Regions from separate parts of the Mus musculus genome. Here all the other regions are linked to region 1. The links are chromatin contacts, called in public HiCAR-type, HiChIP or PLAC-seq and promoter capture Hi-C maps. All regions are on one chromosome and are shown on one strand. The core of a region is the stretch at or near the end of the contact, and the rest is flanking DNA. Distances in the headings are between cores, read along the strand shown. Region 1 holds the start of Colgalt1 (collagen beta(1-O)galactosyltransferase 1). Region 2 holds the start of Zfp868 (zinc finger protein 868). Region 3 holds the start of Zfp963 (zinc finger protein 963). Region 4 holds the start of Zfp866 (zinc finger protein 866). Region 5 holds the start of Gmip (Gem-interacting protein). Region 6 holds the start of Yjefn3 (YjeF N-terminal domain containing 3). Region 7 holds the start of Nr2c2ap (nuclear receptor 2C2-associated protein).

Evidence for each region. Promoter capture Hi-C pulls out the DNA fragments that hold promoters and counts their contacts. HiCAR-type assays count read pairs that join an accessible place to other places. HiChIP or PLAC-seq counts read pairs in DNA pulled down with a chosen protein or histone mark.
Region 2: a promoter capture Hi-C map of erythroid cells shows a contact between it and region 1, with 5 times the contacts expected there. The contact joins the promoter of Zfp868 here to the promoter of Colgalt1 in region 1. A contact is called at or near these places in 2 of 39 promoter capture datasets (erythroid cells and neutrophils).
Region 3: a contact with region 1 is called in a promoter capture Hi-C map of liver, with 5 times the contacts expected there. The contact joins the promoter of Zfp963 here to the promoter of Colgalt1 in region 1. A contact is called at or near these places in 4 of 39 promoter capture datasets (cranial neural crest, hippocampal neurons and liver) and 1 of 115 datasets of contacts at active chromatin or transcription factors (astrocytes).
Region 4: a contact with region 1 is called in an HNF4G HiChIP or PLAC-seq map of pancreatic cancer cells. The contact joins the promoter of Zfp866 here to the promoter of Colgalt1 in region 1. A contact is called at or near these places in 1 of 39 promoter capture datasets (liver) and 1 of 115 datasets of contacts at active chromatin or transcription factors (pancreatic cancer cells).
Region 5: a contact with region 1 is called in a promoter capture Hi-C map of pre-B cells, with 4 times the contacts expected there. The contact joins the promoter of Gmip here to the promoter of Colgalt1 in region 1. A contact is called at or near these places in 4 of 39 promoter capture datasets (hippocampal neurons, liver and pre-B cells) and 1 of 9 other capture datasets (liver).
Region 6: a HiCAR-type map of astrocytes shows a contact between it and region 1, with 4 times the contacts expected there. The contact joins the promoter of Yjefn3 here to the promoter of Colgalt1 in region 1. A contact is called at or near these places in 1 of 39 promoter capture datasets (hippocampal neurons) and 2 of 115 datasets of contacts at active chromatin or transcription factors (astrocytes and embryonic forebrain).
Region 7: an H3K27ac HiChIP or PLAC-seq map of embryonic stem cells shows a contact between it and region 1, with 2.8 times the contacts expected there. The contact joins the promoter of Nr2c2ap here to the promoter of Colgalt1 in region 1. A contact is called at or near these places in 1 of 39 promoter capture datasets (pre-B cells), 1 of 115 datasets of contacts at active chromatin or transcription factors (embryonic stem cells) and 2 of 9 other capture datasets (adipose tissue and liver).

Annotation. Positions count from the first base shown.
Region 1 is chr8:71,609,540-71,612,564 of GRCm38.p6, forward strand. It overlaps Colgalt1 (collagen beta(1-O)galactosyltransferase 1), which reads left to right and starts at 1,485. Exons shown (of 12, transcript NM_146211.3): 1 at 1,485-1,905; 2 at 2,545-2,655. The coding sequence starts at 1,661.
Region 2 is chr8:69,624,091-69,627,115 of GRCm38.p6, forward strand. It overlaps Zfp868 (zinc finger protein 868), which reads right to left and starts at 1,458. Exons shown (of 5, transcript NM_172754.2): 1 at 1,345-1,458.
Region 3 is chr8:69,748,425-69,751,449 of GRCm38.p6, forward strand. Zfp963 (zinc finger protein 963) reads right to left here and starts at 1,538. Exons shown (of 4, transcript NM_001200023.1): 1 at 1,408-1,538. The coding sequence starts at 1,410.
Region 4 is chr8:69,773,343-69,776,367 of GRCm38.p6, forward strand. Zfp866 (zinc finger protein 866) reads right to left here and starts at 1,569. Exons shown (of 4, transcript NM_177899.3): 1 at 1,448-1,569. The coding sequence starts at 1,450.
Region 5 is chr8:69,807,292-69,810,316 of GRCm38.p6, forward strand. It overlaps Gmip (Gem-interacting protein), which reads left to right and starts at 1,396. Exons shown (of 21, transcript NM_198101.1): 1 at 1,396-1,529; 2 at 2,483-2,567. The coding sequence starts at 1,511. It overlaps Atp13a1 (ATPase type 13A1), which reads left to right. Exons shown (of 26, transcript NM_133224.2): 25 at 1-44; 26 at 128-458. The coding sequence ends at 238.
Region 6 is chr8:69,892,395-69,895,419 of GRCm38.p6, forward strand. It overlaps Yjefn3 (YjeF N-terminal domain containing 3), which reads right to left and starts at 1,589. Exons shown (of 6, transcript NM_001353930.2): 1 at 1,517-1,589. The coding sequence starts at 1,581. Ndufa13 (NADH:ubiquinone oxidoreductase subunit A13) reads right to left here. Exons shown (of 5, transcript NM_001382215.1): 3 at 2,848-2,926; 4 at 2,110-2,181; 5 at 1,775-2,016. The coding sequence ends at 1,827.
Region 7 is chr8:70,129,761-70,132,785 of GRCm38.p6, forward strand. It overlaps Nr2c2ap (nuclear receptor 2C2-associated protein), which reads left to right and starts at 1,567. Exons shown (of 5, transcript NM_001025586.2): 1 at 1,567-1,839; 2 at 2,158-2,248; 3 at 2,652-2,757; 4 at 2,827-2,894. The coding sequence starts at 1,802. Rfxank (regulatory factor X-associated ankyrin-containing protein) reads right to left here. Exons shown (of 9, transcript NM_011266.2): 9 at 1,046-3,025.

The sequences.
Region 1 (3,025 bases), core at 235-2,734:
CCCTGTTTCAGAAAAACAGAACAAAACAAAAAAGCCTGGAAGAGTTCCCATGGAAACATGATCAGTGTCTCCAGAAAACCTACTCAACTGGGTTCAAATGGGAATCACTCCTTTTACAGAAGGACATTGTGGGTGGTGGTTGTACACACCCTTTCTCATTCTCCCTTCCCCCACCGTGATGTCACTCAATCCTTGGGGCCAGTCAGCGAGTGCAGCTCCCCAGTAAAACTACCCATCTTTAATATAATCGAATCTGGCATAAATTGGCTCATTTCACCAGTGGTGGAGAAATAACCTATCAGGAGATGTCTTGTGGACCCTAGGGTCCTCTAGAGGCTAGGGACCAGAGTAGGAAAATCTATGTGGATTTTACCAGTCTGCTGGCCTGGTGGTATATGCCTGTCCCAGAACACAGGAGAATGAAGCAGAAGTATAGCTGTGAATTTATAGAGTGAGCTTGCCGAGTAAGAACCTGTTTTAAAAACAAACCAGGAGAAATGGGCTAGTGGGATGGTTCTGTAGGTAAAGGTGCTCAGACCTGAGTGGTGTTCTATTTCCAACACCACACAGTGGTTGACAACTATCCGCAACTCCAGTTCTAGAGGAGTTGATGCCCTCTTTTAACCTCCTTGGAGAACAGGGACACACACACACACACACACACACACACGTTATACAGCCGTACATGTAGGCAAAACACTGAAACACAGAAAATGAAAACAACAGTAAGAGCAGGAAGGGGCGCACACAAGCCATTTTTTTTTTTAAGATTTATTTGTTATTATAACAATAGTACACTGTAGCTGTCTTCAGACACACCAGAAGAGGGAGTCAGATCTTGTTACGGATGGTTGTGAGCCACCATGTGGTTGCTGGGATTTGAACTCTGGACCTTCGGAAGAGCAGTCGGGTGCTCTTACCCGCTGAGCCATCTCACCAGCCCCACACAAGCCATTTTTAAGAAGGCCAGAGGGCAATACAATTTGGGGACTGAGGATTCTGGATCCTCAGACATGGTAGCAAGCGATTTTACCCACTGAGCCATTTCGCTGGCTTTTTTTTTTTTTAATGATTTTTCGAGACAGGCTTTCTCTGTGTAGCCCTGGCTGTCCTGGAACTCACTCTGTGGACCAGGCTGGCCATGACCTCAGAAATCCGCCTGCCTCTGCCTCCCAAGTGTTGGGATTAAAGGCGTGGGCCACCACTGCCCGGCTCGATGGCTTCTTAAATGGAGCAACGAACAAACAAAAATAACCATGTCGCAACCTTGGAAACTGAGATGACATGGTTCTAAATAGAAGAAGCTTCTGTAAAGAGCCACCGCGTGAGATTAGAGGGCTCCAAAACAGAACACTCTCAGGGCGTGGTCAAAGAACTGTCTGTGTCTTTAAAGCTCGAGCTAGGGGCGGGGCTTCCGGAACCTCCCCGCAAGTGACGTCTTGTGACCGGGTTATTGCGGTCGGCGGAAAGCAGTGGAAGCTTTTAAAGGCGTAGCCTTGTCATGCCTCTCTCCAGGACTCACAGTATGACCCGCGGGCCACTTCCCTTTAAGGAGCGTGTCAGGGGTGGGACCTGGATGTGTCCTTCCCGCCGCCGACTCCTTTAAGGCGCGGCCCTCGTCCCCCGGCAGAAAAGCTGCTTAAAGGCGACGCGTGGCGCGATGGCGGCGTTGCCACGCGGGTCACGCGGGCTGCCGCTGCTGCCACTGCTCCTACTGCTGCCGCCGCTGGGCGGCCCGCGCGGCGCGGACGGCTACTTTCCAGAGGAGCGCTGGAGCCCCGAGTCCCCGCTACAGGCGCCGCGCGTGCTCATCGCGCTGCTGGCGCGGAACGCGGCACCCGCGCTGCCCGCCACGCTGGGCGCCCTGGAGCAGCTGCGCCACCCACGGGAGCGCACGGCGCTGTGGTGAGCTGCGGGCCCTTGCGCGGTGCACCGGGACTAGGCGGGACTCAAGTCTCTACCGGAGGGAGGTTGCTATGCACTTGGGCTCGGCTGTGCGCTGCGGAGACTCGGTCCTCTTTCTGAGGACCTGAGTTATGTACCCCAGGGATTACGCACTTGAGGGGGCTCGGCTCTATATCCATAGTGCCCGGGCTCGTCCCCACTGCGGCTTGGGACCCCAAGCTGCTGCCTCCTCCCCTCAGGTACTTAGGAATCTGTTCTGATTTGCTGCCAGCCCTCACAGCGAGCTACCATCCTAGAACCTCTGACTCCTTAGAATGGGCCAGGCTGGTGCTTCCAGACCCTTATAGCGAACTCCGGGACTTCCAGATAAGATTCCTGAGGCTCGGGCCAGCATTCCACGCTAACAAAGTTAATGAACTTATCTTTGTGACAGGGTCTCACACCAATGTGCTTTCCAAACCAGCAGGTTCTGTTCAGTTGTGTACTAGTGAGCTGGGTGTCATCTTTACTCCCCTGTCACCGATGGATGGGCAACAGGCTTGGAGTGTAGCGAGTTTTATCCAGGGTGTTATAGCTGATGGGTCTGAGCCAGGTTGGGAAACCCCCAGTGCCATCATCTTGTCCTGTCTGTGCTCACAGGGTGGCCACAGATCACAACACTGACAACACTTCAGCCATACTTCGAGAGTGGCTGGTGGCAGTGAAGGGTTTATACCACTCTGTGGAGTGGCGACCGGCAGAGGAACCCAGGTGAGCCTCAAATCCCCGACTGGAGTACTGAAGCTTGGGAAGGTAGGATCTAGAATGCTCCAGTTCTATCGTCAGCTTCCCCACCAGGTCCCTATCCTCTCAGCAGACCTTTGTCCCGTTGTCCTTCACTCCATTGTGCAACTTTGGACACAGCTGCCACACCTTTGTGGCTGAATTCCTTTGTGTCTGGTGGCTACCTACTGCTGTGTCTAGGGTCTTGCCAGCATCCACTCTCCTGTTTAACTTCCTGATAAGCCTGTCTTACTGTATAGTTCAGACTGAGGCCAGTTGCCAGCCTGTCTTATTGTGTAGTTCAGACTGAGGCAGTTGCCAGCCTCCTGTCTCAGTCTCCTGAGTGCTAGAATCACCC
Region 2 (3,025 bases), core at 208-2,707, 2.0 Mb before region 1:
CTGCTCTCAGGGCCTTCTATCTAGAACTAAGCAGCATGGCTGACAAGCCTGAGTCCTCTCTGTGACTTCATCAAAGGCTCGCTCCCTGTGGCACAATTGTTTTGAGTTCCTTTTCATATCAGGACAAACTCTACCTACATTTCTCTCAGCCTACTTCTAAGTATTCATTTTATAAACTAAATATATGCAGAGATATACTGTGTGCTTTGACATGAGAATTAATATTAACAATTAAAACTAAAAGAAGGGCTGGAGAGATGGCTCAGTGGTTAAGAGCATTGACTGCTCCTCCAGAGGTCCTATGTTCAATTCCCAGCAACCACATGGTGGCTCACAACCATCTGTAATGGGATCAGATGCTCTCTTCCATTGCGTCTGAAGAGAGCGAAAGTGTACTCACATACATAAAATAAATAAATCTTAAAAAAAAAAGACTAGAATAAAACCCACATTAACCTTGTCCTAATTACAAATGTAAGTGAAATCACTTGGCAAATTGCTGCCATCAAAACCTTTTAAGTTTATTGTTATTCAAAAATATTTGATACTTTGGGGAGATACAAATGTGTCTATCTTATTTCTAGCATAGTATGCTCATGTTCTCAGTTTAAACTAGTAGTTCAACATACTTCCAATAAAAATGCTAAAATAAACAAGAAATAAAGGTTGTGTGGAAATGAAGAAAAGGACCAGAATGGTGAACACAATACAGAAGAATCGACTACAATGCTTCCTGACTAACAGTTCTCGGCGAACCTCGGTACGCAAAACAATGCACTATTTGAGGGAAGAAAAATTAACAAGCCCACAAATGCATAAGCAGAAATAAAAACAAAAATATAATCAAAGGATGTCTGACCGAAGAACAAAATAAATTCAAGGAGACAAGTCATCTTTCCCAGAGCTGGTTTTAAACATCTTTGCAAAGAAACTCACTGGACTTTACAAATGTCGTAAAATTAACCTAAAGAGGTTGCCACACTTACATGTGGAAAGCAAAGTTCAGAACTTCTCGAAGACAGCACAAAGAACCTAGACAGCCTTAGTCTAGCAAGCAGCCTTCAGCGCACCACCAAAAGCAGGACGTCCCCGCCAGCCCGGATCGTGACGTCATCCGCGTACTGGCTTCCGCCCATCCCCCGCCCCCCGCAGGGCGGGACCTCCCGCTCAGCGCTGACGCCAAGAGGATCAGGGCGGAAGTACCTACGGACCGCAGGCGGAGGCCCAGGTCGCAGCCCCGACGTCCCCGCGTTCACTGCCCCAACCCCAGGGAGGACCCACCACCCCGGCTCCCGCAGCCCAGCCGGCCGCTCCTCCCATCAGGGGACAGCGGCCCTCGCTCACCATTGCCAGGCTCCGAGCTCACCCGCGCTCCCCCACACAGCTCCAAGCACTGGCTCCCACAACGGCTTTCCTCAGTTTCGGTGAAGAACCTTTAGCTAACATGGCGGCCGAAAAGAACCCGCCCCCCCGCCTCCTAGAAGCTTCTGATTGGACAACCTGTCTGTAGCTCCTGATTGGTTAGAACTGCTCTAGGTGATCTGAGTGACAGGAGTAGCTCCTCTTGCAGTTCCTTAGGCTGTGAGTCTAGAGCCCATTGTTTAGTGTTGCGGTGGCCAGCAGGTGTCAACATAGGTTCATGGCTCTTGTGTACCTCTAGGTGTGCCCTACTGAATGATTCCAGGACCCTGACCAGTGAAAATAGTTAACGATGTCAGGCCAGTTTTGTGACTCTGACTTACCTAGGGACAAGTCCGCTGAAAGAACCAAACTAGTGTTTGGTGATGACAGTTCAGGGGGCACTGTACCATAGCTTCTTCAGAATATTTTTGTTGAGACTCTTCCTTTATTGTGTACAAGAGCCTCAAACTCGTAGTCCGCCTCAGTCAATGTGCCTAAAGCCATTTTTTTTCTTTTCTTTTTTATTGGATATTTATTTACATTTCATATGTTATCCCCTTTCCCGGTTTCCCTCCCTCCAAGAAACACCTTATTACATTCTTCCTCACCCTGTTTCTATGAGGGTGTTACTCCACCCAACCACACACCCACTCCCACCTCCCAGCCATCAATTCCCCTATACTGGGGCATCTATCGAGCCTTCATAGGACCAAGGACCTCTCCTTCCATTGATGCATGACAAGGCCATCCTCTACTTCAGTCCTTTCTCTAACTCCTCTATTGGGGAATCCCATGCTCAGTCCAATGATTGGCTGCCAACATCCATCTCTGTATTTGTAAGAATCTGGCAGGGCCTCTCAGGAGATAGCCATATCAGGCTCCTTTCAGCATGCACTTCTTGGCATCCACAGTAGTGTCTGGGTTTGGTAACTGTATTTGGGATGAATCCCCAGGTGGGACAGACTCTGAGTGCCCTTTCCTGTAGTCTCTGCTCTACACTTTATCTCCATATTTGCTCCTGTGAATATTTTGTTCTCCTTCTAAGAAGGACCGAAGCAACCATACTTTGTTCTTCCTTCTTACTGAGCTTCATGCAGTCTGTGACTTGTATCCTGGTTATTTGGAGCTTTGGAGCTAGTATTCACTTATCAGTGAGTGTATAAAATGTGTTTTCTTTTGCACCTGGGTTACCTCACTAAGGATGATATTTTCTAGTTCTATCCATTTGCCTAAGAATTTCATGAATTCGTTTTTAATAGCTGAGTACTACTCCATTGTGTAAATGTACCACATTTCCTGAATCCATTCCAGATTTGAAGGATCAAATCTTCAAATCAGGGATCAGGGTTGTTTCCAACTCCTACCTCTTATAAAAAAGACTGCTATGAACATAGTGGAGCATGTGTCCTTCTTACATGTTGGAGTATCTTCTAGTTATATGCCCAGGAGTGGTAGAGCTGGGTCCTCAGGTAATACTATGTCCAATTTTCGAGGAACTGCCAAACTGATTTACAGAGTGGTTGTACCAGCTTGCAATACCACCAACAATGGAGGAGTGTTCCTCTTTCTCCACATCCTCTCCAGCATCTGCTGTCACCTGAGTTTTTGATCTTAGCCATTCTGA
Region 3 (3,025 bases), core at 288-2,787, 1.9 Mb before region 1:
CAGCGGGTAAGACCACTAACTGCTCTTCTGAAGATCCTGAGTTCAAATCCCAGCAACCACTGGGATGTGTTCTGGTGAGTCTGAAGACAGCAACAGTGTGCTTATTTATAATAATAAATAAATCTTTTTTAAAAAAATCTTCTTGAATACAAGATTAACACAAGAAGTCCATCTTCCAGTATAATAGCAATGAGCAACTGAATGGTTAGCAATTTCCCCGAGTATGTAGCACCACAGCTCAAAGGAGACACAAAGAGAAGCATATACTAAATTTCACAAAGATCCTTGGATGAAGATAAATTTCTTTTTCAAAAATGAATCAAGCCAGGCACGGTGGCACAGGTCTTTAATTCCAGCACTTGGGAGTCAGAGACGAGGGATCTCTGTGAACTCAAGGCCAGCCTGAGCTACATGGCAAATTCCCATACAGCCAGGAATACATAGAGCAGTCACTCTAAACCTTCCTAACGCTGCGGCCCTTTGATACATTTCCTCATGTTGAGGTGACTCCCAACCAAAAAATTATTTTTGTTGCTATGTTATAATTGTAATGTTGTAACTGAGCAGTATCTCAGTTCCTAAAGCCATTGGGAATTAGTGTTTTCTGATTGTCTTAACCGAAAGGTAAAGAACCACTGACACAGAGAGATCCAGTGTCCAGAAAAAAGAAAAAAAAAATCAAATAAGAATATGCACTGGCCTAGTAAATAGAAGACAACACCAAGATGTTGCTTTCCTCAATTTACACTATAAATTCAAAACACAATCCCAACAAGAATGCTAACATCTTGTGTAACAGCAGAAAGCCGTTCTAAGGTTTATATGTAAAGGGGGAAAAAAAACCCTCAACGTTCCAGACAATTCTAAATAAATAGTACACAAATAAAAGATTTTATCTTTACAAAGAAATTTAATGATCATAATAGTGTACGAATATTTGGAAACTAATTTATCTACAAAACAGTATAAAAAAAGAACCTCACAAAATAGTCAATGTTCTTTTAAAAGAGCAAATTAAACTCAGGAGAGTAATTGTCTTCACAAATACTATCCAACATAGGCATAAATAAGCAAAAACTTAAGAGTTTACAACTCCCACAAAAGTATTTCAAAGTGGACTCTCCACCAATATGTGAAGACAACTCAGGGGAACCGGCAGGACCTTGAGTTCAGCAAACAGCCTCAGGGTACAACACAAAAACCACTTCGTGGCCGTGACGTCACCGACACGGAGGGCGGGGCCTCCCCTGCGGCGCCCTGAGCTCTGCGCAGACGCGGCCGAAGGGCGGAGCGACACAGCCGCAGCGACCTAGTCGCCGCCAACCGCAGCGGGCCTAACGCCGCACAAGCGAAGAGCTACCGATAGCTGCCACTCCTCTCCACCTGGGACAGCGGCCCTGCGCTCACCATGTCGCGGCTTCCGAGCTGCCCGTGCTCCCCTCACAGCGGCGGCCACAGCGCAGCACACGCACCCACGGGGCCTCCCTGAGCCACGGAGTTCAGTCTACAACACGGCGGACAGAGAAAATCCGCCTCCCACTGCCCTACCTCGCTCTTGATTGAGTGGTGTAAGCTTGAAGGCCCTGATTGGCTAGGTCCGCCCAGCGACTGCTGATTGACAGCAGGAGCTGAAGTGATGACCAGGCAGTCTCTGCCCTGGACTGCCTGCCTTTTACTCCAGCATATGGTCAGGAGAATTTACATTGACGCAGAACTTGTTCTTGTTCTTGGAGAGCTGGGCCCTGCTGTCTCAGTGAACTCGGCAAGCACTTCCTAGTCTAACAGGGTACCAGATGGTTCTCGTAAGCAGTCCAGTTACCAACTCAGTGTCTAATACAATGGCCCCTGTGCCTCAGACCTAGGAGGCCAGTCAGACCACTCTGGTTCCAGTTGATACTGAGAGGTTGAGAGCACATGCTGCTCTTCAGAGGACCCAAGTTCAATTTCCAGAACCCACATCGGGTGACTCCAAACTGTCTGCAAATACGGCTGCTTAGAGAACCCAGGACCACCAGTCCAGGGATGGCCCCAGCCACAATGGGCTTTCCCCCCATTAATCTCTAATTTTTAAAAATGACCTCACAGGCTTGCTTACAGCCCAAGCTCATGGAGACATTTTCAATTGAGGCTCCCCACTCTGATGACTCAAGCTTGTGTCAAATTGACATAAAACTAGCCTGCACAAATAAACATACCCAATGCAAACAAACAGACAAAATTAGAGTTGATAAAAAAAAAAACAGGAGCTGGAGAGATCGCTCAGTGATTAAGGGCACTTGCCTGACATAGTTACATTTCTGTTGCTATGATAAAACTTCATGATTGAAGTGACTTATAAAACAGTTTAACCAGGCTTAGAGGTGCAGTGTGTAACAGTCCATGCTGGTATTGTTAAGGCTTGGCCACAGGCTGAGGACTCACACCTTAATCCACTGAGAATGGCACAAGTCTTTTAAAACCTCGAAGACCACCTCCACCACCAAGGCTGCACCCAATTCTTCCCAAACAGTTCCATCACTGGGGACCAAACACTGAAACATGGCCTATGGAAGCCATTCTCATTCAAACCACCTCCTTCCACTCCCTGGCCCCCATAGACCATACTATAATGCAAAATGCATTTGGTTCTCCGTCAAAAGTCCCCATAGACTTTCACAGTCTCAACATTATTTAAAGGTCCAAATATCTTCTAAGGCTCAAGACAATTCTCTCCTTGGCGGATGTCTCATGGCTCTAGGATCTCCACTGAAATCCAGGTTTGAATTCCAAAATGACTCACAATAGCTTCTCAGTACCTTCCATGCAGGGACTACACTGCCATACACTCTCCATAGTTACAGACTTGACTCTAAAGTCAGAACCACACAGACATCATGGCCAAATTCTGCTGCCTTCTTGGGATGGAGCCTGGCCCCACTGAATCACATTTGCAGCCGTTTTCCTTTGTCATGGTTTTGGGGAATAGAAAATTACTTGGGCTTTTCCTTTTTACATGTTAGAAGCTTAGCTGGGTAGGGTCTTGTCC
Region 4 (3,025 bases), core at 319-2,818, 1.8 Mb before region 1:
GGAGGTGCCCTCAGAGGCCAGAAGTGGAGATGGGATGCTCTGGTACTGGAGTTATAGGCAGTTGTGAGTCACAGAGGTGGATGCTGGAAATCAAACTGGAGTCTTTACAAGAGCAATACCCTCTTAAGCACTGAACCATCATTACAGACCATCCACCTCATCTTTTTGACAGGGTCTCATGATGTAACCCTGGCTAACCTGGAACTCTGCAGCTATGTAAACCAGGCTAGCCTCAATCTGCCAACCTCTTCCTCCCAAGTGCTGGGTTAAAAGTAGACTGACCAACCAACCCAGCAAGAACTATAATTTTTAACAACAAAAAACAAAACAAAACAAAACCATGCAGGGCAGTGGGAGACAATGCCTTGAATCTTGGCACATGGAAGGCAGAGAGAAGCAGGTGTATGGCTATGATTTCAAGGCCAGCCTCTACAGAGTGAGTTTTAGGCCAAAGCAGACCTAACAAAAAACAAAATAAGCAAAAAAGACAACAACAAAACCCCAACCAAACAAAAAGCAAACACAAAATAGTGATACCCCATAAATATGGCGATAGGAAGCTTCAGAACTGAACGTCATGTTTCCTCAATCTGCACTAAGATTTAAATAATCACAATATAAATCCTAACAACTTATGAAAAATTAAGAAACTGATTCTCAAGTTTATGTGGAGAGTGGAAAAAAACGAAAATGGTCCACACAATTCCAAAGAAACAGCACACAGACTTAAAGTGTATATATATAGTTATAGATATTATATATACACATGTTATATACACACACATATATATATGGGGTGTGTGTGTGTGTGTACCTTTTTTTGACAAAGTAGCAAAGGAAACTCAACAAAGGGCAGAATAGCAAAAGGTTATTAGCAGAACCGATGTCTATAGACAAGAAATTAAATAGAGTTTCACAATGTTGGGGCTGGAGAGATGGTTTAATGGTTGGGAAAACCGGCTGCTCTTCCAGAGGACCTGAGTTCAATTCCTAGTACCAACATGGCAGCTCAACAACAGTTCCAGAGGATCTGACATCCTCACAAAGACATACATACATTTTGGCAAAATACCAATGCACAAAAAATAATAATTTTTTTAAAGTTTAAAATTCACAGTATTAACTCAAGTTGATTGCTTTGACCTAAATGTTACATGAAAATTCAGAACTTCTAGAAAGTAGCAGAAACTAGATGACCTATTGTTTTACAACCTTCTGATGAGATACCCAAAGCAGGACTGTATAAAACGCCTGCCCCAGACAGAGCACCGACTCTTTCCTGCGCGAGGCGGAGCCTCCGCAGGGAGGCTCCGCGCTCTGCGCAGGCGCGGACCACGGCGAAGAGGACACAGGGCCCAGCGCCACACAGCACTGAATGCCGCTGCCGCCCCGCCCCAGCCTCGGGGAGGATCCACCACAGCGGGCAGGGACAGCGGCCCTTGCTCACCATGGCGCGGCTTCCGAACTCGCCCGCGCTCTCCTCACTGGTCCCGGCAGCAGCGCTCACAGCACAACACACCGCACCTCCCTGTGCCGCAGAGCCGAGCCACAATATGGCGGCCGTGAAGAACCCGCCTCTTGCCGCTCTCCAGTAGTCCTGATTAGACGGCACGGTTCTAGAACCTGATTGGCTACCAAAGCCTGAGTGACACTAGCTTCCAAAGCCGAAGTGTGGGATTCAAATGACAGCCATAGCCCCGCCCTCCTTGCTTCTAAGCAGAACTAGCTTCTCCCTGGTAAAGCAGTACTCCATCACCAAGTCGTCACTGTGCACACCGAGTGCTCATTGCAGCAATCCTGCTGCCTCACAATTAGAAAGGTGCTCAGGTCAGTTTTAATTAGAAGGTCAAATTATAACTGGACATGATGTTCTCCAGGCATCAGGAATTTGAGTAAGGAACATCTATGGTTTATACATCTGTCCCAGGTTGCACATTAACACAAGTATTCATTTCCTCTATTTTCATAGCATGTGTGTTCTTCCAGTTAAGATCTCTATCCAGCCGGGCAGTGCAGGCAGTGGTGGCACACACCTTTAATTCCAGCACTTGGGAGGCAGAGGCAGGCAGATTCCTGAGTTCGAGGCCAGAGTGGTCTACAGAGTGAGGACAGCCAAGGCTACACCAGAAACCCTGTCTTGAAAAAACCAAAACAAACAAACAAACAAAAACCAAAAACCTCTCTATCCTTCCATCTCACCCCCGTTTCTCCTCTCCAGGCCTCTACAGACATTCTAATTTAAACAAAAGCAAAAAGAAAAAGAAAAAGAAAATTGAAGACGTGGGTCAAGGAAATGACTTAGTAGGTTAAGCATGAACATAGTAGAAGAAGACCAACTCAGGAAAGTTGTCCTCTGGCCTCCACAAGTGTGTTCTTCACACACACATAAATATACACAGACACACACACACGTACATAGCCACTAAATCATCAGAACATTTTATTATTTAATTTTTGGTTTTTTGAGTTAGAGTTTCTCTGTGTAGCCCTAGCTATCCTGGTGTTTTTGTTTTTGTTTTTTGTTTTTTTGTTTTTTTCCAAGACAGGGTTTCTCTGTATAGCCCTGGCTATCCTAGAACTCACTCTGTAGACCAGGCTAATCTCAAACACAGAGGTCTACCTGCCTATGCTTCACGGGTGCTGGGAAAAAGGCGTTCACCCATTTTTACTAAAGAAGAAGTGGGGGAGTACTGGCAGTAGAAACAATAAGAAGGAAAAACCCAGCAAAGCTAATGGAGTCAATGAACAGATCAGTGAGTGGTGTTCAGTCGTGTAATGATTAGTCTTGATTGTCAAAGTGATAGGAGCAACCCTCCAGCATGTATGTAAGGGTGTTTCTAAATAGGGTAGTTGAGATAGGAAGGCTCTTCCTAAAAGTGGGCAGTATCATTACCTAGACCACAATCAAGGACCGACTGAAAAGAGGGAAGGAGGTGAGGGGATGGGAGCACTCTCTGTACCTTCTGCTCTTGTAGAGAACTTGTTTGGTTTACACACACACACACACACACACACACACACACAC
Region 5 (3,025 bases), core at 146-2,645, 1.8 Mb before region 1:
CTGACTTCAACAGCCAGTTTGGCCTTGTGGACATCCCTGTAGAGGTGAGTGGTTCTGAGCAGTGGCCCTGGCCCAGCCTGGCCCAGCTCAGCCACAGACCCAGCTCAGCCTGCTTCCTTCTTGACAGTTCAAGCTGGTCATCGGCCAGGTCCTGGCCCTGGACTTCTGCCTGGCACTCCTGGCTGACCGTGTCCTACAGTTCTTTTTGGGGACTCCGAAGCTGAGAGTGCCTTCCTGAGAAGATGGTGCTGGTATCCACTGCCTACCCTGGCTGCCACTGAACAGGAAAACCGCCGCTGCCCCAGGAGGGAGCACTGCTCCCATCTCCACAGTGAGGCAGCCCTGCCTTGCTCTTGGAAGACTGAGTTGGGACCCTTGTGGGCATCCGCTGGCCGGGCTAGTAGAAGAGTCCTGGCTAGCACCTTTGGTAAATAAATCGGCGTCTGCAATTTTATAAAGCTTGCTGCCACTTATATCTGTGCCACACAGGGCCCCCTGGGAATTGGAGGGGCCAGGTGGTCACTCAAGGGCCTAGGATTACCACAGGCCCAGAGGAGAGAGACACCCTCTGCGGGCGTTCCTGGACCTAGGACCTCAGGTTTTCTAGTGTCGTGCACATCCTCTCTCTTGTCAGGCGCACTGTCACTGGCCACCGTGGATAGCCTCCTTACATGCATGGAGGTCACAGTGCAAGGTGTTTGTGGCCTTGCCTGCCCTAAAACCACTGACTGCTTTGAAAGGGAGCCGACCACCTCAGGAGCCTCACCCACTTAGACAGTGGTTTGCACTTTTACTTGAAGATTTATTCTCTCTTCATGCTGAACCAGAAAAGAAGACATCAGATCTCATTATAGATGGTTGTGAGTCACCATGTGGTTGTTAGGGATTGAACTCAGGACCTCTGGAAAAACAGACAGTGCTCTTAACTGCTGAGCCATCTCTCCAGCCCTGGTGTGCATCATTAATCTCAGCAGGCAGAGGCAGGGGATCTCTGAGTTGGAGGCTAATCAGTCCCACACACCAAATAAACCAAGCCAGGCCACATAGTGAGACACTTGTCTCCAAAACAACAAAACAAACAAAATAAGCCTGCCCTGGAGATTTGGGGTTTATTGCAGTCCTTCATTGCAGTTCTTCACAGGAGTGCCCTGGATCTAAAAGCCTAGGCGGGGAGTTAAATCTAGTCGCTGGGTGTGGAATGTTCTGGGGCAGACATCCCCGGCTTGCTGGAAGAGTGCTACAGGGACTTAGGGTGCTACAGAAATCTACAGAAGGGACCCCTGGCTCGCTGGGGCTCCTCTACTGGGGTAAACTCTGGAAGCTAGTCAAATGCGATGGCGACTTCCGGGAGGGGCGTGGTCGTCTCGAGGCGTGGCATAGCTGGGGCGGGGCGACACCACTGGGTCGGCAGAGGCAGGAAATCGGGCTGGTCCCGGGCGGCGCGCAGCCCTGTCCCTTTCTCAGCATTGCCGCGCGTTCCCCACCCCACCCCCTGCCCCCGGGCATCGCCATGGACTCAGCGGAGACAGGTACGGGGTGGGGACCGAAGGGGGGGGGCCTCCCACCACCGCTCCTCAGTTCCTAAACCAGAAAACCCAACTTACCCCTGAGCTATCTGACAGCCGGGAAAGGAGTACTGACAGGGGAAGGAACGAGGGGATCCCCGAGCACCTTGGAGACCCCTGAAGCGCACAGTGCTCACGACGCCAGCCTTCAGCCCTCGGATTGCCCGCCAGAGCGGGCACCCCGGATGCCTGGGGGAAGGGGCCCAGGAAGGGGAAGTGGCCGCTTCTGCTTCTGATCGTAGGATGGATGGGGGCAGGGTGTCATGGCCAATATTCCTGCAGGTAGCCCCGAGGCATCAGGCTAGGGGGCGGCGGCAGAATTGTGGCTAGAACTGGGTTATGTTTCCGGCTGTCTTTGTGTATCGAGTGTCATTCAGTCCTGTCCCTCGTGGTTTCAGCGGTACTCGCGTGTGTTTATACCGCAGGCTAAGTGCCTGTGTGTCCCACGTGCTTTTCCATCTGTCTGGCCTGGGGTCCATGTGGCTCCATTGTCAAGCCAGCCCTCTACTCCAGCATTCATATGGCAGCTGCATCTGTTTCCTTCCTTTGCTTATGGGTCCTCCCATGCATGGTGTCCCTGTGGCTGTGAGCAAACGCTTCTCTGAGATTTTACCTGGATCCATCTGTGGAATCAGAAATGACCCCACCGAAGCGCTCTCTCTCTCTCTCTCTCTCTCTCTCTCTCTCTCTCTCTCTCTCTCTCTCTCTCTCTCTCTCTCTCTCTCTCTCTCTCTCTCTCTCTCTCTCTCTCTCTCTGTCCCCCTCCCTCCCCCCTCCTTCTCTCCCCTCTCCGCCCGCCCCCCTTCCCACCTCTGCTTGAGAGTGGTTGTTGAGGTACATTCGGATTGCTTTGCCACTACTAATGGGTGGAGAGAGACACTGGTTGGCTCATGTTTTCTTACACTTCCCTCCCCCAGAGCTAACCCCAGCTCCTGAGGGCAGGAAGAGATACAGTGACATCTTCCAGAGCCTGGACAACCTCGAGATATCATTGGGGAACGTGTGAGTCTGAGCCTGTGTCACCACATTGGGCAGAGCTCCCTAATTATTTGGGTATCATGCTGCCCCACATCCAGACACCCTGACTTCCAACCTCCTGAGCCTAAGACAGGAGCCCCCCCCTCCAAACAACTGGGCCCTCTGGTATTCTAGATACATAGGTATTTGGGGGTCTATCTTAAAGACAGATGATCCTGAGACACACACATGCAACTTCATGATTCCTTTAAAAATGGTAGAAGCAGCTATGAGTGTCAATTCCGTAAGCCCCTAAATTGCCTATGGCCCTTCCAACCCTTTCTCAAGTCTTACTTTTAGGAAAGAACCTCACCTGGGGATGTAGCAGGTGCATAACATTCACAAGGCCCAGGATTTAATCCTGCCTGTGCCACATTAGGGAAGGGGCAGGGGGGTGAGGTTCAATTGATAGGATGCGGCTCCGACATACACAAAGGCCTGGA
Region 6 (3,025 bases), core at 339-2,838, 1.7 Mb before region 1:
GTGCTCAGGAGGCAGAGGCAGGTGGATCTCTGTAAGTTTGAGGCCAACCCGGTCTACAGAGCGAGTTCCAGGACAGCCAGGGCTACAAAGAGAAACCCTGTCTCATGGGGAAAAGAAACGAAAGCCGTCAGGCTGCTCAGTCAGGAAGATGGGACCACAGGTGCGGGGTAGGAGACCTGCAGGAAGGAGGAGTGTGTGGTGGGGGATGGAGAAGGCACGGGCCACCTGGCCAGCTTCTGGCACAGCACATCCAGCTTGTGCTCAGCGTGGGAAAAGGCCCAGACACAGTGGCACAAACTTGAATCCCAGCACTTGGAGGGTGAGGCAGGACTCTCACTAGTCCTGCTTTCTGAAATTCTGTTTCAAAAACAATGCTGGAGGGATGTGAGATGTCTCAGTGGCTAAGAGCCAGAACTGCTCCTGCAAGGGGCCTGAGTACAGCTCCCAGCACCCACGCTGGGCAGTTCCAGCTTCAGGGGACCCAATGTCTATTTCCTGTACAGACACCTTCACAATAAATTCACAGACATGCCTTAAGAGTCGACAAACTGCTGCCTTTGCAATCAGTTTAATTCCTAGAACCTGCAGAGGTGGGGTGGGGTGGATAAACAGCTGGGCACAGCAGGTGTGTCTGTGACCCAAGCACTGTCAAGGGACATGCAGGAGGATCTGTGGACTTGCTGGCCAGCCAGCCTAGACAATCAATAGTCTAGGTTTAGTGAGAGACTCTTAAATAATAAGATGGAGGAGACTAGAGGAAGGCAGACCTGATGGGAGCCTCTGGCCTCCACTCATAGGCATCACTGTGGAGAGAGAGGCTCAGTCCCACTTTGGTCGGACAGCCATGGTTGCTGCCTCTGCAGGGGTGGGTGGGGTGCTGATCTTTTCCCTGTCTTCACCTGAAGCTATGATAGCAGGGACAGTGAGCAGTCCTAGAGAACCCAACCAAGGGGCAGCGCTGACCCTGGTGCAGAGTGGATGCGAGCTGGGGGAGCAGCCCCCCCCCTCCCCCCCCGCCACTTGGGGCCTGATATTGGGAGGTCCCACTCAATTCCAGCTCCTAGGACAGGAGCAGCCAAGCTTAGATCTCTTTTCAGGTCCAGTGTTGAAGGGAATTAAGCCTGAAAATCCCAAATTACTTCTAGAAAGGCAAGAAACCATCCAGCTAAGGCACCCGGGTGCCCTCCCCATCACTTGTTCACAGGCATCATGCATACATTCTGTACTCCAAAATGTGCCAGGGGCTTTGGCAAGGCATCCTGAGCCCCCTGTGGCTCCCAGTGGCAGTAGATATTCAAAGCCTCTGTGTGACTCCAAGCCCCTGACCACATCTCAAACAATTTCTCTCTGACAATAGAGAACCTGGTGGGTGACTATGAGGGCTGGCTTGCCTGGAATGCAGTTTCCTTGGCAACTCAGCTTTGGATGCACCTGCAAGCTCCCAGCAGACCTTAAGCCCCAGACTCACCTGCCTCCTGCCTGCCACCCTGGCCGCGACCCCTTGTCACCCACTGACCTGAGAAAGCGCCTCTCCTCTGGCAACTGGACAGGGCCCGTGTTGTTGTGCACACTGCTGCTCATGGTCGCATGGGCAAGCTGGCTCCGCGCTGCCTTTTAAGTGTGGCCCGGAGGCGGAGCCCTGTGACTAGGCACCTGCTAATCTGAGGCCACTAGGAGGCGCTCCATACAGCCATTGGCCAAAGCACGGGGTGACTTAACTCTGTGATGACTGGGCCGCGGGCCCAGCGATTAAGGATCCACGATAGAGTCACTATAGAGTCAACATTTTATTTGACCACTCTTTATTATGTGCGTTGGCTCAGGCCCTAAGTGTACCAGGTGAAGCCGAAGTTGGCATTGCTCATCTCCTCCTTGGTGCGCAACCCATACATCTCGCCAATGAGGGGTGGCACCCATCGTGTGGTATGGAACACAGACTCGCCCACCTTCCAGTTGGGCACATCCTTCATGATGATGGCTTCCTCCTCCAGGTTTTCCCGGAGAATCTGCAGGGTCCTGTGGCCACGAGGCATGGCTAAGCTCAAGGCAAACCATTGTCCCTTCCTCCCAGTCCCTGATAGCTCCACTGGACCTCCCACCCTAGCCTACCTCCGGTCCTTCTCTGCCTGGAAGAGCGGCATGAGGGCGATCCTGGCCTCCAAGTCCTCAATCAGCAGGCGCCTGGAAAATCAATACCCAGTGGGGTCAGATGTGGCCATTGGGAGAGTGTGGGACACAGACGTGACAGGGCCACAGGGCGCTGGTGGGGCTGGTGGGGAGGGGGAAGCTGGGGCCAATGCTGGCCACCTGAGTTGGGACAGGAGGGCAAGCTAGGGCACAGCTGGCACAGGCAGGCAATAGCAGCCATAAAACTGCCAGCTTCACACTTTCCTTTCAAATAAACATTTTTTAAAAATCCTAAAAATAGCCCTGCTTGATGCTCTGGATGGAGGGGGACACTCATCACTAGGCTCTGGGCTTTACAAAACCAATTCCCTTTGTTCTCAAAATAGCAGGGGGCTGGGCCTGCAGGGCCTTCTTCCACTGTTCTTATTTATCCCCACAGGGAGTCGAACTTCTCAACTTCAGGGGCTGAGGAAACGGGAACCCAGGAAGGAATCTTTCCAGGGAAACTTTTCATCTATGACACTCACGGTCTTGGGCTCTCTGGTACCTGCCACCATGTACCAAGGCCAAGCCCACCACCTGCTGGTTACCACCCACAGTGCCAGCTGTGAAGCCCAAGTCCAACAGCTGAAGGCCTGGTCTCAGCGTTTTACTTCAGGACAGGAAGTAGGAGTTCCCTCATCCTCACAGAACCCCTCCATGGTGGTGAGCAGGGCCTACCTGCGCTCCTGGTTCCACCTCATCATTCTCCAGTAGCCAAAGATCAAGGCCCCGATGCCCACAGCAAACATGCTGTACCCTGCAAGAGAAATGAGACCCCCCTCTCAGCATGGTGCCCTCCAGGGCCCCACTTAGGACACTGGGTCATTGTACCCAGTGAAGTACCTGCTGGCTCTGC
Region 7 (3,025 bases), core at 317-2,816, 1.5 Mb before region 1:
GGCAGGAAGTTGAGCTCAGAGGTCAAAGGTTTGTCTGAGAACACATAGCCAAACGTTTAATGACGCATGGCCTTGGAAAACAGCTAGGCTGAAGCTGGATGGCCTGGCAAGGAAGGCCCTGCATTTCTGGGCTGGCAGGGCATCCCTCCTGATGTGACCCAGTTACCCTGCCAGGCCTGCTTCCTGGGGCGGACTTAGGAGACACCGGTGGGATGCTAAGGAACCCTCTGGCGCTCACAGAAAGAGGAAAGATCAGAGGCCATTCAACCCAGAGGCTGCTCTGTCTTGGGAGTCTTCATTCAGAGAGCAGGCTGGGGTTCCACCCTCTCCCCAAAGCTGCTGCAGACCAGTGGGAAGTGGCTCCCTAGCTCTCATTCAAACCTGTTGTCTGTGTCACCTGATTCTATGTTTTTGCTAATCCCTGGCCTGGAACTCTTTCTCTTCCAGAAAGCCCTTCCTTTAGAAAGTCTCCCTGCTTCTTCAGTCTCTTTGTTCCTGTGACTCATCCCTGAACCCATGATGTTTGGGGTGTCTATGTCTGGTTTTGTTTGCTCCCACTGGGACACACTCCTCTGCATCCTCTGAAATCCACCTTACACCATTCTTTGACCAAGTCTTCCATAACATGTTAGGAAAGCATTCGCTGAGAGACTGATTTATCCTTCGCGCTGGTGATGGGACCCAGTGCCTTGCACTTTCTGGGCAGCCTGCTATTGAGCTCCTTAGCTGAGGAGATGGCTCAGTTGGTAAAGTAGCTGACCCTGATGACTCAAATGCAATCCCCAGGACCCATGCGGTGAAAGGAGAAAGCTAACTCCTACACGTTATGCTCTAACTTCCACATATTAATAAAAGTAATACAAAAAGTAGACTCTGGAAAATGTTTGAGAGCACTTCCTGTTCTCGCAGAGGACCTACAGTCGGTTTCCAGCAGCCTCACTGGAAGTGGTGGTACAGGAGATCCCATGTTCTCTTCTGGATGGACAATTACCAGACATGTATAGTATACAAACACTCAAGCAAAACACTCATTACACATTAAAGTGTTTTTAATTAAAAAATATACTTTAATCCCAATACGGGGCGTGAAGGTGCATGCCTTTAATCCCAGGGCTCAGGAGGCAGAGGCAGGAGGATTTCTGGGAGTCTAGGCGGCCATTACCTGCGAGGCAAATTCCGGGCAGCCAAATCTACACGAGACCCTGTCTCAAAAATATATTAGGCAGATCTGCTACTGTCCATGTTAGCATGAAACGTAAGCCCTGCAGGAGATGGATTTAGGGTCGGAGCAGGACGCAAGGGCTGGGGGTGACTGATGCACCCAGTAGCACGGCCTCTTCAACATTTATTTTGGCCTCTTTGGAAGGCAATGGGGTGCAGGGCTCCCAAGCTGCATCCACGGCGAGCAAGGCCTTCTGCAGGTAGACATGATCACAGGAAGGCCATGGGAACATTTTGTAGCCACTAGGTGTGTAGTTCAACAGAACCAGAAACCTCAGTGTGAGGGCCCTTTAAGAGGCGAAGGGGAGGTGCCATAAACCCCGCCCCGGCCCCGCGAACGGAACAGTGTCTGTGTAGCACTGCGCGTGCGCTATCCGCACGCGGTTCCGGGTTCGTAGATCTGCAGAGCCGCTGGGGCTCGGTTGGTTTAGAAAGCTGCTTTTAGTGTTCCTCCGGTTCCCAGATCGCCCACCTTGTCATATAGAGGTGGCCGGGGGTAGGGAGTGTGGCCGCTAGATCAAGTTGGGAGTGGCAGCGCCGGGCTTCGAACTCGCGTTCCGCGAGTCATCCTAGAACTGTGATGACTCAGTCTTTGGTTTGTCCGGACACTGTGAGCAGGTGAGACTCAGTGTAGATCTGGGCGCGGGGGCGGAAGAACTGGGAGCTGAGTTGTGGAGACGAGGCCCAGATGGCAGCTAGCTGGGGTCCAGAATCAGGAACCTGGAGCAGCCTGGGGGCGGAGCCAGGTGGTAGAGTCCCGTGGTTTAAGTGGTGTGTTGCCTGGTGCATCTGTTCCCTGGCTGGGGGTGCGGTCTGGTAGTTAAGTTCCTGGCTGTTGGTAGCAGAGTTCTTGGGTGTGGGGCCGGCCGGCCTGGTGGGTGGCTCACAGCAAGGATGTCCAAGTGTTGAGGCCCCTAACCTGGTCCTGTCCTGCAGGGTCAGTTCTGTGCTCAATCGCAACAGCCGGCAATTTGGAAAGAAACATCTTTTTGACCAGGATGAAGAGACGTGCTGGAACTCTGACCAGGTGAGGTGCTTCTATACCCCTTCATTCCAAGTGTAGGGGTGTAGAAGATGCAAGGTTACAGGGTGCCTTGAGATCTCTGGGGAGACTAGAAAGCACAGTGTGCTTGTACCCTTCCTGTGCTGGCCGTGGCAGTGACACTTGAAAGATGAACAGACAAAAAACAAACAAACAAAAAAGGCGGGCAGTGGTGGCACACGCCTTTAATCCCAGCACTTGGGAGGCAGAGGCAGGTGGATCTCTGAGTTCGAGGCCAGCCTGGTCTACAAAGTGAGTTCCAGGACAGCCAGAGCTACACAGAGAAACCCTGTCTTGGGGAAAAAAAAAAGAAAGAAAGATGAACAGAACATCATAGGGCCCTAACCTTGCAGTTACCAAGTGCCTCAGTTTATCCCTCTGCTTCCAGGGCCCCTCCCAGTGGGTGTCACTCGAGTTTCCCCAGTGTGTTCAGATCACACAGCTGCAGGTGCAGTTCCAGGGTGGCTTCTCCAGTCGCCACAGCTGCCTGGAAGGTACAAGAAAGCTGAGAGGTGGGGTGTCCACAGGGTTCCCTGGATTCTTAGCCCATTTCTCCATTGCAGGTTCACGGGGTGGGGAGGCACTCAGCAAGATTGTAGATTTCTACCCTGAGGACACCAATGCCCTTCAGATATCCTGCCTGTCTTGTGGTGGGAGGGATCTGGTTTTCTACAAGCTTCAGGTCTTTGGGTGTGGTGGTAATGGCACTGGGGAGGCTGGGGCAGGAGGATCCAGAATGCCAGGCCAGCTTGGACCAGACCC